3 separate regions of the Sus scrofa genome follow, and regions 2 and 3 are each linked to region 1. Evidence: chromatin contacts called from public Hi-C and promoter capture Hi-C data. All regions are on one chromosome and are shown on one strand. The core of a region is the stretch at or near the end of the contact, and the rest is flanking DNA. Distances in the headings are between cores, read along the strand shown.

Region 1 (4,438 bases), core at 1,335-3,834:
CCACATGCCTGGACACTTGTCCCAAGCTGCCAACACCAGAGCCCCAGGGAGTTACCAGCAGTTTCAGGACTTTGCTCTCGCACATTCTTTCTCTCTGCCCGAAATGCCAGTGACAATCTCTTATTCATGTCATTTAATGACTCACAGAACTTTTTCAAGATCCATGAGGACAGAAAATGGATTTTTTTTTTGTCTTTTTGAGGCCACACCCGCAGCATATGGGGGTTCCCAGGATAGGGGTCCAGTCGGAGCTGAAGCCTGTGCCACGCCACAGCAACGTGGGATCCGAGCCGCATCTGCAACCTACACCATAGCTCACGGCAATGCTGGATCCTTAACCCACTGAGTGGGACCGGGGATCAAACCCTCCTCCTCATGGATACTAGTCAGATTCATTAACTGCTGGGCCAGGACGGGAAGTCCCCAAAATAGATTTTTTAAATCATTATATTTCTATCCTCAGTGTCTGGTGCATGGTGGGTTTCAATAAATATTTCTTCTGGATTAATTCAAGATGAAAAAAAATCACATTTTTTGAGAAAACCCCCCGAAATCCAATAAGAGGTTTCTTCTTCCTCGATCCCTTGACACTTTGATATCTAATTGTCACCTTTTTACACAATGAAAAGACATATTTCCATGTATTTCTCTGGATCTGGACTCTGAGCTCCTGGGTGGCAGAGACCAAATCTTACTCACACTTGGATCCTTAACCCCCAGCACAGGGGCTGGCTTATAGTAAACCTTCATAGATTTTCTGGAATTGAAAAATATATATCTATTCCTAAAGCAATCACGTGAGCTGAGCAGGGCAAGTGTGAGGCTTCTCATTTTACAGTTGGAGAAAGGGGGGCCTAGGGAGAAAAAAAAAAAATGTCTTGACTCAATTTTCATTCAAAATCAAAGACCCAGATAGGGTTGGACTAGGGTCTCCCAAACCCCTAGTTATAAAGCACTGTTGCTGGTCACTGAGCAGAGGAGGCTGCGCCTTTCTTTCTGACCCATCAGCAGAGGCTGCCTCCCGTCTGGTCTGGTCCTGAGACAGGCAACAGCACAAGAGTCTTCATGGGACAAGGATGGAGAGATCCTACTGAACAGTCACGATGATGACCTGGGGGGACAGATGAGTCATCTAGGGTCAGGGACTGAGCCCTAGGCAGGTTTGCCAGGAGGAGGACCGTGAGGTGTGCCAGGAGGCCTGGGGCCACTTCTTGAGCTTCTTTTCAAACCCTGTGGCCTTGTGGTGTCCTCTCTGGCCAATCTCCCAGGAGCTCCTCATCTCTGGAGTGATTTGTTTGTGCATAATTGTAAGTTGTAAATATGGTCTGTGGGCATAATTATTCAGAGCTCTCTTTTTGACTCAAAAGTGTCCCAATGTAGGCAGCACATTACATGGTCCCCTTCCCCTCTCCAACTAGATAATAGGCCAACACGCATGTAAAAACTCGGAGGCCTCCAAGAATCTTCCAAACTCCCCTTTCCCAGGCCCTTGACTATTTTTTAAGTCTGTTTCCCAACCAGATGGCTTGATGTACCAGGATACACTTGGCGAAGGTCTGGAGGTCCAAGCCTCTGCCTGAATTCAAGCCCCTTTCGGGTGGTGGGTTTCTGCCTAAGCCAGCGGCCTGGCCCCTCCTGGGGAAGCTGAGAATAACTGGAATGAAAAGGCATCCCTCAGCTGAGTCTCAGGACTGAATGCCTTTGTGGTCCACGTGTGTGTTGGGGGAGGGGCGCCAGGAGAAGAGGGCTCTGGCTTCCGGCCAGAAGCCTTGCAGGAGGTGCGGGCGCTGAGGTTTGTTTCTCTGGGCCCTCTGGGCACTGTCTTGGGAGACAAAGAATTAGTGATTACACTGGGTCTTTTGGTCTGAGTTAAAAGTTGCCTTCGGCTGCTCTTCTGCTGAAAAATACTCAAAGCTTTCTTGGGGGGGGGGAATGGAGGGTGACACCAACTAAAAGCCAGCAATTGTTTCTTTTTTAATGGGGAGGAGATGGCTGGGAAAAGATAATGAAACTAATTTTTAAAACTCCAGGCAGCACCACGGATGCAAGCGCATTTTCAACAGAGCAAGCTTATCGCTCGGGGCACCATCTGAACAGCGGTGTCCTGATGCTCGGAGGATGCCCGGCTTTCTGGGGAAAAGCTCCAGGAAGATGAACTAGGGAGAAGGGAGTACACTAGGCACTGCTGGAGCTGCCTGGGTACTTGTGGTCCCGCGACTCCTGCCCAGCCGCCTGCAGCAGGGCGTGGAGTCCGAGGAGGCCTGCGGCGGCGCGGGGACCCTCCCTCCCAGCGGCGGGTGCGCTCACTCCCCACCCCCGGGCGGCGGATGGATATTACATTTTGTTTACCTCTCCCCGGCCGAGCCACCGAGTGGGAAAGCTAGCGCCCGAGCCGGGGGCCGGGAGCTGCCACAGTAGTGGCAGCGGCCGGAGGGCGCCGGGAGCTGCCCAGGGACTGGCAGCGGTGAGGTTGATTGATGGGCCCCCGGCTCAATGAGGGGGGCCCAGGCGGGGGCGGGGCGGGACCGGCTCTGGGCTGAGCCAGTCGCTGGTGCCGCAGGGGGAGACGGGGATGGGGGGGCGGAGGCTTTGTAGAAATGTGTCGGTGACATTGAATGGGGAGACCGAGCGCGAGCGAGGCGCGCGCGCGCACACACGCGCACACACGGCCCGGCTTGCTCCGAGATCCCCGGCCACGTAAGTAACTATTAATACCGTCTCGCCCAGAGATGCGGGCGTGCTGAGCTCGGGGATTGGCCTCGGGCACCTTCGGCCGTCCCTTTGAATTTTAAATACACGTTCCTCTTACCTCCGGGAGGGGGAAGACCAAAATTAAGAAGAGGAAAAGCCATCAGTTTTCTCCAAACAAACCCCGCCAGGCAATTTGGGTTGAGGGTAGGGGGAGACGGACTGGTGGCACATTATTCTAAGGCAAGATCCAGTGATCCAGCGAGAGAGGAACGGCGCCAGTTGACTGGGCTGGGGGTGCATCCCCTTCCAGTGCCGGGAGGACACCCCCCCACCACCCCCGAAAGCTCGTGCGGGGGAAATCGGAGACCATTGATCCACCCTCGTCTCTGCGTACACTTCTCGCTTTATTCGGAGGACGATCTGGAGCGCGAGCGAGCAGCGACAGCATGAGCCGGTGCTGACCTCCGCCCGGCGGGCCAAGCCCTGGGCTTTGTTGCGGTACCTGCGCCCGGCCCGCAACTCCTTGCCTAGCTTTTGCAATCTTTTGTTGGCAGCGCTGACCGCTCTAAGTTAAATGCTCCCTTGCTATTTTTTTTTTTTTTTTCCAGTCTGTTTGTTTAAATTTTGGAGAGCTCTTGAGATCTTGGAAAAGCCTCAGACGCCACCTACAGTTAAAACGTAGGTAACTACCCTCTCCGGCACCCCCCCTTCCACGCCCCCCACCCTTTCCACCAAAAAAGGGGGTGCAGCGCGGATTCTGTTTGCGGTGCGGCGTGAGCCGGTACCCGTGCTTATTTCCTTTTTGTTTGGTTTCTAACGCGCTGAGACCAAGCCGCCGCTGCGCGCTCCCCGAAGATTGCACAAACTACAGCAGGGCTCCTCCGCCCGGTTTGCGACTCGGAAGCCTGCGTGGGGATCGCTTCGGGTGACCCGGCGCTGCAGCTCCCCCACCTTAGCAATCTGGTTACTGGTCTAGACCCACGTTGGAAAAGAGAAAGAGAGAGAAACTAAAAGTGCGAAGATTCTGCGAATCGCTAGCTGCTGTGGGGTAACAAAAGGACCCGAGTTGCTTCCGACCGAGGACCCCCGGGAGCCGGGCTCGGAGCAGACAAGGTGCCCGGCGGCGCCCATCTGGGGGCTTCTAACTCTTTCTCCACGTAGCCCCCTTCCCATCCCCTCCCCTCTCGTTTCCTTTTAAAATCTGTGGCACGGAGGCGCCTGCAGCCGCACTCGCCAGCGACTCGTCTCTCCAGCGGGTTTTTTTGTTTGTCGAGTGCGATCCCCACACTCATGAACATACACAGGTCTACCCCCATCACAATAGCAAGATATGGGAGATCGCGGAACAAAACCCAGGATTTCGAAGAGTTGTCGTCTATAAGGTCCGCCGAACCCAGCCAGAGTTTTAGCCCGAACCTCGGCTCCCCGAGCCCGCCCGAGACTCCGAACTTGTCGCATTGCGTTTCTTGCATCGGGAAATACTTATTGTTGGAACCTCTGGAGGGAGACCACGTTTTTCGTGCCGTGCATCTGCACACTGGAGAGGAGCTGGTGTGCAAGGTAAAGAGCCCGGGGTTTGCTTTTGCTTTTTTTTTTTTTTTTTTTTTTTGTCTTTAAAAAAGATTTCCCCGGCCTTTTGGAAGGGGCGGGAGATCGCCAAGCCCTGCAGTTCGGGGGAGGGAGATTCGTGGGATAATTATCCGTGGTCCCTCGTTAAATGGGGTTATTTATTTATTTGTTCATGTTC
Region 2 (4,438 bases), core at 862-3,361, 510 kb before region 1:
TTAGCCAAGAAGCCCTGTACAAAGCCGTCTAAATCATTACTCTTTAATAATATTGGATTTGTCTCTCGAAGAAAATAATATTTTGCCTGCAGAATTATAGGGGCCCTAATACAGAGCTATGAGTCTGGAATGGCCCAAGCCAGGGGCAGGGGGAACTGCACGGGGGGGTGGGGGGGGAAGGGAGATGCGCTGGAAACACTTACGTTGTACTGCAGAGGCGGGTATTGGTACGAACAGAAAGAACGTGACCCGGGCTCCCTACTGTGGTCTGAAACCGCCCCAACATCCCTAAAGGCTCCAGAATTTCCACCATGACGAGTGAAATCTCTTGGACTGAGTCTTTAGTGCTCTTCATGGTCATTGACCTTGGAGAGAGGTTACATGTTAAGCTACTAACAGTGAAAGTCTTATTGTTCAGATAGAGAGGGAGATGAGACGGCCAAAGGGCCCATCGTCTCTGATTTTGCCACAAGCCAGCCTTGCACCTAGAAGACTATTATGATGGAGCTTGAACAATATAACCCTGCCTCGTTAGAGATGCGGTCATTCAGCTTTGATATACAGTGGGGGGGGGTTTCCTCCTTCTTTGACATGATCTTATTGATTTCTTTGTGCCTCTGTGTCATTAATAGTTAAGAGATGATAGTTAAAGCCTGTCATTAATTACTTAATTAATTTTTAGGACCACACCTATGGCATATGGACGTTCCCAGCTGGGGGTTGAATTGGAGCTGCAGCTGCCAGTCTAGGCCACAGATACAGCAACTCAAGATCTGAGACACACCTATGACCTATCCTGCAGCTTGTGGCACTGCCAGATTCAGAACACACTGAGTGAGGCCAGGGATCAAACCCAAATCCTCCTGGATACTACTTGGGTTCTTAACCTGCCAAGCCATAGTGGGAACTCCCGAGCCTGTCTTTTAAAGATACATGTACCCTGATGTTCATAGCAGCACTATCACCAAGACATGGAAGTGACTTAGATGTCCATCAACAGAGGATTGGATAAAGAAGATGTGGTACATATATACAGTGGACTATTACTCAGCCATAAAAAAAAATGAAGCAATATTGTTTGCAGAAACAGAGGATGGACCTAGAGATTATAATACTAAGTGAAATAAGTCAAAAAGAGAAAGACAAATACCATATGATATCACTTATATGTGGAATCTTAAAAAAAGATAAAAATGAACTTTATAAAATGGATAGAGAACCACAGGCATAAAAAACAAACTCGTGGTTCCTAAAGGGGAAAGGAGAGGGGATAAATTAGGAGTTTGGGATGAACACACATGTACTACTGTATATACAATAGGTTACCAACAAGGACCTACTGTATAGCACAGACAACTACTCAATATTTTGTAATAACCTGTATGGGAAAAAAATCTGAAAAAGAATATATATGTGTAAGTTTAAGTGAACACATGTGTATAACTGAACCACTGTGCTGTACATCTGAAACTAAGGCAATACTGCAAATCAACTATACTTTAAAATAGAAGGAAAAAGTGTGGTGTGGTGTACAGGGCATGGCATTTGGGGACACAGAATTTGGTCCAATAATGGGTTTAGCCTCTTTCTGGCAGTTTGATTTTCATCCCCACTGTCCCTGCCCCACAGCCAAGTTCAAGCTCTTGTCATTCTTGTCCTGAACTTCTACCTGGTCTCCCAGCCTCTGGTCTCTCACTCTCTGATTTAGTCAATTCTTGTTGCTGAACAACATACCCAGCCCACGTATTCTGTCATTTCACTGATCCACTTGAATTTTTTTTTTAAATGACTCCTCATCAGCTAAAAATAAAATGAAACTTGAACGCCTTGGGATCTAGTTCATGCCTCCTTTTCCAAGCAGCCTCTCTTAACTGGCTCTCAGCAGTCCTGAATCAAGCAGTGTGCAGTTTCCAGATAAACGCTGTATGCCTTTGAGCTGTTATTGACTTAATCATCCCTAGGATTTAGTTTCAAAACTTTCTTAACTTTTCAGGACCCCTCTTCTTGCTCCCCATTTTGGTTTTGATTAGTTCCTCTTTGGTTTTATACTGTACCTGGCACAGACCTCCGCTGTAGTCAGTTTTTGCCGTAACCACATTGGCGTGATCTGTTTTACCGGAGCGCCTTGCTCCTGCAGAGACCATGAGCTCCTGGATGGACAGGCTCCAATGGGTACCCTCTAGATGAAAGAACTGATGCAGAGTTTGGCATGGGGCTGCCTTTCAGACAGTTTTTATGAAATAAAGAACAGCACTTAAACCTAAACCTAAAATCTCTAATTTGTAAAACAAAAATGATAACACCCCTCTTATGGAGTGGTTGTGAGGTTAAAATTTAAAAAATGTAAAAAAGAACTTTTCAAGTATAAAGGTCCTTAAGCATCCTAGTTGTTATTATGATGTTCATGCAGATTCTGGGACTAAAGCTTTGTCTTTATCTAACGAGCTTTTAAGACTCTGCCGATTCTACTCCAAGTCAGAAATTAGACTTAGTCTAAGGATTCCTACAATGTACTGTGTTTTATGTAATTATTAAAATTTTTACCTGCCTATTAGGCCCCCATTGCTTTTTAATTATCTTAGCTTTAGGAAAAAAAGAGGTGCATTAAGAAATGAAAGGCCCCTAACAGCTTGTTATAGCATTATTTGTTCACAACTAAATGTATTTTGCCGAACGCTTCAAATCCAGTTTTTTAAGACTGAGCTGTAGCTAGTAATCATTTCATAAATATTAATGGGAAACATGCAAGTGGAAAGTTAAATTAAAATGCTACCAAATGGCTAGCAGGCAGCAGAAAATGAGCAGGAATTTCTAATCAGTGGAATACACGGTTGTATAACTTTTATCCTCCCATTAGAGTACAAAACAGAAGTTGATTTTTCTCCCACTTAAAATCAGTTCATGTTGAAAGGAAAATGCAAATCAGCTCCCTTACTGAAAGATTCTAGAAACAGCTCCTCTTTATGGTAAGTCAATTTTTTCCCCAGTCTTGGTTGAGTTCAAATGCCTGCACACACAGATTCATGACTGACTGTGGTCGTCTCATTGGGTTGCTTGGCAAGATTTCACAAGATTTTGGGAAAGGGGAGAACAAGCAAAATTTTGCATTTTCACCTTTGTTGATCATTTTTAACTTCCTAAGTTTTTAATGAAGCTGTATTTCAACCAGTCTGGTGAAAATATGATTGACTTAGAGATTTCAAACTGGAAGAGAGGAAGAGCACAGCGTACTGGTTAGTTGGGCCTGGTGTTGCTGTCGCCTCTTATTTTAGTTTATTTTTAAGATCAGCATTAGACACCTTTATCTCATTCTATATTTGTCCACCCATCTATCTGCTCCTCTAGCAAATGTTCCCTGAATATCTACTATGGAGCGGGTCCTGTGCTCGGCATTGGAAAGAGTAGTTGAGCAGCCACATAGCTTCTTCGACAGATTTCCCAGTGTAATACGGCAACTACAGCATAGCTTTGTTGTGGGATTGTGAGAGTCATTGGATGGAAAGCATTTAGAACATTTCTTGACACACAGTGTTGACCTATGGTTAAGCGCTGTGTGATAGACAAATTGGATGGATCAGAAAACAATGGGCTTCATATGTTATGTGTATTTTTCTAACGAGGGATTGAGGAAACGGAAGCAGGTGACTGAGGTGGTCATCCATGTGTCCCATGAAGACCAATGTGGCTGCTCTTTGGAGGATGGATTTAAGATGACAGTGGTTGGGGAGTTCCTACTGTGGCTCAGCAGTAATGAACCCAGCTAGCATTCACGATGCAGGTTTGATCCTTGGCCTCACTCAGTGGGTTAAGGATCTGGCATTGGCCTGAGCTGTGGTGTGAGTTGCAGACATGGCTCGGATCCTGTGTTGCTGTGGCTGTGGTGTAGGACAGCAGCTGTAGCTCCAATTCTACCCCTAGCCTGGAACTTCCATGTGCCTCAGGTGCAGTCTTAAAAAGACCAAAAAAAAAAAAAAAAAAAAAAAGATGACAGGGGCTGGAGTGCTCAACACCAGTTATAAGGCAATTAAATTAGATGAGGATAAGAAGACAGTGGGCTAAGTGAAGGGAGTAGCGTGCAGAATGGAGATGGAGGAAATATTTGAGATTTTTTAGGAGGGAGGATTGGTGACTATTGGTAATTCACTGGAAATAAAAGGCAGTGGGGGCAAGTATAGAGTCTCAGTTGATGTTCTGGTTTCTAGACTAAGTGACTGGTAGACAGTTGAAATGTGAATGAAAAAATGAAAGTACAAGAGGAGCACTTTTGGTGGAAGGGTTTTGAGTTTACAGCTTTCCTAAGAGCTGCATCACTAAACAGAGAATGCACTTAGCTGGATTCAAACTCTGCCAAATCAGCGGTTTAATTCTTGGATAAGACACTTCACCATTCTCTTCTTCCACTTCCGAACTCATAAAATGGGGGCAAATCCCATCTTAA
Region 3 (4,438 bases), core at 865-3,364, 270 kb before region 1:
GGTACACTCCCTGTAGTAAATAAAGCCTGTGGGGATGCTACTCCCTGGAGCCCTTAAGCCACAAACGTTAATCCTTGGCCATATCAAAGAATGCATCAAAGCCCATGCTCCTGCACTGACTACCTGAGTTAATATTCTGCCTCACAGCCTCATGGTTCCTAGTCATATTTGTTTCTGCTGAGCCATAAAGGGAACTCCCACACATCCTTTCTTTATAAGAGCCACTTAAAGATGGCTCCCGAGTTTCCAATTTTAGTTTCAATTTCAAATTTATTGGAGTCACAGCAAAATCTAATTCTTCAGCTATAGAACGAAGAGGAAGAATTAAGAAACCATACAAAACACTTTTTAAAATATTTACAAATTAAAGCTTTATCTCCTTAAAAAGTTAAGTGGCTTAAAGCAAAATTAAAATGTGGTTAAGGAATCCATGACCCAATCCCCTAATTGTTCAGTGTTTTGCTCTCTCCCATGCCCACCATGAAGTATCCTCTGCCTGCTGATATTCTGATCTTTTCTGGAAAGTCACAAACCGAGTGCAAGGATTTTTCATTGAAAGTAGCTGGAAGGTGGTCAGGGGTGTGTGGCAATGCTGAATTTTGTGCTAGTTAGTATATGCCTGAAAGTTACCATATGCTTCATGTTCCATTAGTTCAAAGTGACATCACTGCGTTACATCATTTGGGTTAAGTCATTCAGGGTTATGTCATTATTCTGGAATGTTCTCAGCTCACCACTTTGTATCTCTCCTAGGCAAGGTGGCCATATGCTTATCAGAGTAGCAGAGTCTTGTTTGGGGCGACATAACCAAGGATTAGAAGTAAACAAGATAAAGCATCCTTAGTAATATTTTGAAATCAAAATGCTAGCCCCACTCCTGTACCCTTTATTCATGGCCCCCTAGGCTTTGAGCACTTTTTTTTACCTTCAGGTACATGATGTTGCAGATTTACTGTGGCCTTTCCCTGTCTCAGATCTGGAATTAGTCATTCTTAGGGAAGTCTGACTCCCTGGCATTGAGAAACAAAGAACGGGGTGCCACATATGCTCATGGCTTCTGTGGCCTCCCTGGTTCTAAGCCCTTTCAGTAGAAAAGCTAGGAAATATTTATATATTTAAATCTCAACTTTATACCAAAATTTCCAATTCAAATTTTACATCACACAGTTTTCCTTAATTTCTTTTATGTTTTTATTTCATTTCTCCTGCAGCAAAAATCTTGGCTTTTAATAATATCAGTATGCTTCCTTATTTGCTTATCTATAAGAGAAATAAATACTTCTGATTTTTAATATCAGTCTTAATATGAACAATAAACCTACCAAGTAAAAATTAATTTTCTGTATTTTTTTGGCCTTAAATAATGTCATACTATAAATGGACATTCATAGTACTATGTCTAATTACTTCAATTATTTAATTTCTTTGATTGTGTTAAAAACTGAAATACAGTTAGATTTTCACTCTTTTTATTTTTTTTTCTTTTTGGCTGCATCCATGGCATGTGGAAGTTCCAGGGGCAAGGATTGGAACCATGCCATAGCAGCCACCTGCGCTATAAGAGTTAACAACACCAGATCCTTAACCTGCTGAACCACCAGGGAACTCCTATTTCTTTTTTTTTTTAATTGGATTTTCCAAAACTCCATAACAGTTTTTTGAGCCTAGAGATATTTGTGTCTTTGAAAGTAGAGGGTTATCTCTCCTAACTATTTTCCATGCCTTTGTCTTTATTCTCTTTTATCTTTCACCTATTCTTTCCCATTAGAAGAGTACTAATAATAATACGGATTGAGCGCTTCCTTTAATACTAATGACAACTTAAATGTAAAGGGCAGTTACCATCCAATAAGGCTTCTAAGTGATACTTAGAAATACAACTGGCCCTCAAACAACACAAGTTTGAACTGCATGAGTCCATTTATGCGGTGGATTTTTTTTTCGATAGTAAACACTGCAGTCCTTCCTGATCTAGGATTGATTAAATCAGCAGATGTGGAAACGGGAGGACCATAGATATGGAGCAACTGCAGCTAGGAAGGGAGGAACAACTAAAGGTAAACATAGATTTTGATTGGATGGGGGGGTTGGTGCCTCTAGCCCTGGGGTCATTCAAGAGTGAACTGTACACTTACATAATCCTGACAAAACGAAGAGAAAAATAGGATTCTTATCTTTGTTATACAGAAGAGAGAAACCAAAGCTTTACATGTGGTAAGTAACTTGCAAAAGGTACGCACCTAGTAAATGACAAAACTGGGCCATTTAATAAAAGATTTAACGTTAAACTTTGTCCCTAATCTGTAACATTACATCTTTTTAGAGATTGTACTTCTTGGTCAAAGTCATAAAAATAGAAAAAACAAGGATAAAAACAAGTGTAGGCTTGAATTGGATGAACAGAAACAGAGGCTCTGAATTAAGGTGGTTGCCATAGACCCCTGGGGAGATAGAGTATAGACCTGCCATATAATGTTCCCTCAGAACATTTAGGAAATAACTACTATATGCTAGATGCTTTCATATGGTTATCTGACATAATCATCAGCCAAGTCACTTTACAGTAACTTTTACTAACCCCTGGTCCAACAAGTAAGTTCAAAGATGAGATTGCATACAGGTCAGCTGGAGGTTCTTTTACCAAGATATTGCTCCTGTAGCTTAAAAGAATGCCTGGAGCTCATGAGCAATACATTTTGGCTTACCAAACACAGTAAAGAGATTATCTTTCCTGTACAGGGATTTGTACCTGAGCAAATAAGAGAAATACATTCACTAAAAGATCACTGGTCTTACCTACATAGAAATGACGCTAGAATAAGCACCAAAACTTGGAAAACCAGAAAATAATTTTCATTTCTTCTGGGCCTGAACCTGCAGTGTACATGGATTCTCTGCCAAGTTTTTCAGAATGATCAGGGGAAGCTGAAAACAGATCAAATTAATTCATTTTAAGATCAAAGGGGTATGCATATGACATGATTTCATTAAGAATTAAATAATCCACATGATTTCAAGGTTAAAGGCAAAAAACTCCTCCACATAATGACTTAAAACTCCCAGAAGGAGTCTGAATGAGGAATAATGGCCTTTAACTAAGAACAGACCCTTCTAGCTCTAATAAGAAGTGATTTCTCTTAATTGCAATTGCCTTGAAGAAAGGTATTCAAGGTCTCAGAATCTGACAAATTGTAGCTAGAATTGACGTAGGGGATTTAACTGGGGGGAAAAAGAATTTTTTAAAAAATGCAACCAGCTCTCTGATCTCCTGACAGAACTGAGCAATTTTATTTTGCTGGGTGCTGTCACTCAGGAATATCAAATCAAATGGAAGAAACATAATGTGTGGAGATGACTGAGTTCATTGATTGCAGTGGTTTTCCCCAGTAGCAGAGCTGTAACTCAAGAGTCAGGAGGAGAAGGCCTTATTAAAGCAGGAGGAAAAACTTGGGAAGCTCAGGTCACAAAGCCTGATGGAGAGGGAGCTGCGACCAGTCAAAAATGGGTGACTTCCAAGCAAGACAGATGAACTCAGGCACAAATGCAGGGGGCATGTGGCACTTACTGTGAGCTGGATGAGCCTGACTCCTCTAGAAAGTAGAGAACCAGAGAGACCATTGTCTGGAGTCTATGACTTGGTTTTGTGATTTATTTTGTTTTGTTTTTAAGGGAAGAAAATCATTTGATTCTTAACATGTTGGGCCCAACATCTCTCTGAAAATCTGGTGGAAAGCAATGACACGCCACCAAAAAACCACATGTATTCATACTTTCTCAAAATTTCACTTATAATATCAGGTGTTTGTAATCTGAAAGCCATGCTCCATACTCCTTAAGAACCGCTGATTTATAAAACCAATAAACGTAGATAACTCCATGCTAGAGGATGTACCATATGATAATTCTTTTACATTTATTTTCTAATCAAATCTTTACCACAACTGCATAAAGTGGATATCTAGATCTCCATTTATCTGAAAGAAGAAACAAAGTTCAAATAATTAATTTGTACAGTTCATGTAACTATTAGCAAGTATACGATGGACACATTTATTGAGTACCCCTGTGCTCTTCTTTGCTTTTTCTATTAATTTGGTGGGACCACAAGACTACTTCTAGCCAACAGATTGAGAGCAAAAGTGATATGTGTCATTTCCGGGCTAAAGTTAAATAGAGTCAGTGAATGACCCTCTAGATTTTCTTCCCCATCTACATGTTGAGATGTTGGCCAGGTTATGCTGCTGTAACATACAAACCCTAAGGGACGCTCAACCCAGAGATGGCAGAAGCTCTGCTAATCGTAGTTACTCAGGTACCCAGGCTGAAGTGTGGTCCACCTTGGCACAAATTTCCATGATAATCGAGACAGTGAAGAAATGTTGAATAATTCACCTGCTTTTGATTTACCTTTCAGAAGTGACAAACTTTACTTCTCTCA

The links. Promoter capture Hi-C pulls out the DNA fragments that hold promoters and counts their contacts. Hi-C and Micro-C count contacts between places; a contact is called where the count stands out from the background.
Region 2: a Hi-C map of skeletal muscle shows a contact between it and region 1, with 8 times the contacts expected there. The contact joins the enhancer-like site here to the promoter of TRIB2 in region 1. A contact is called at or near these places in 1 of 5 promoter capture datasets (liver), 9 of 47 Hi-C or Micro-C datasets (embryonic fibroblasts, epiblast stem cells, fetal heart ventricle and 5 more) and 1 of 2 datasets of contacts at active chromatin or transcription factors (skeletal muscle).
Region 3: a promoter capture Hi-C map of liver shows a contact between it and region 1, with 10 times the contacts expected there. The contact joins the enhancer-like site here to the promoter of TRIB2 in region 1. A contact is called at or near these places in 1 of 5 promoter capture datasets (liver), 4 of 47 Hi-C or Micro-C datasets (alveolar macrophages, liver, skeletal muscle and 1 more) and 1 of 2 datasets of contacts at active chromatin or transcription factors (skeletal muscle).

What each region holds. Positions count from the first base shown.
Region 1 is chr3:124,194,399-124,198,836 of Sscrofa11.1, reverse strand. TRIB2 (tribbles homolog 2) reads left to right here and starts at 2,584. Exons shown (of 4, transcript XM_021087824.1): 1 at 2,584-2,697; 2 at 3,300-4,251. The coding sequence starts at 3,982.
Region 2 is chr3:124,701,619-124,706,056 of Sscrofa11.1, reverse strand. All of the region lies in intron 2 of LOC106509907 (a long non-coding RNA gene), which reads left to right. Among named protein-coding and RNA genes, the nearest start is that of LPIN1, 300 kb to the left of the region's middle. Within about 2 kb of position 2,111, at least 1 of the 83 cell types and tissues checked has an H3K27ac peak or open chromatin away from gene starts, as enhancers often do. A contact at or near this core is called in skeletal muscle, where this site is marked.
Region 3 is chr3:124,467,812-124,472,249 of Sscrofa11.1, reverse strand. No RefSeq gene overlaps it. Among named protein-coding and RNA genes, the nearest start is that of TRIB2, 270 kb to the right of the region's middle. Within about 2 kb of position 2,114, at least 6 of the 83 cell types and tissues checked have an H3K27ac peak or open chromatin away from gene starts, as enhancers often do. A contact at or near this core is called in liver, where this site is marked.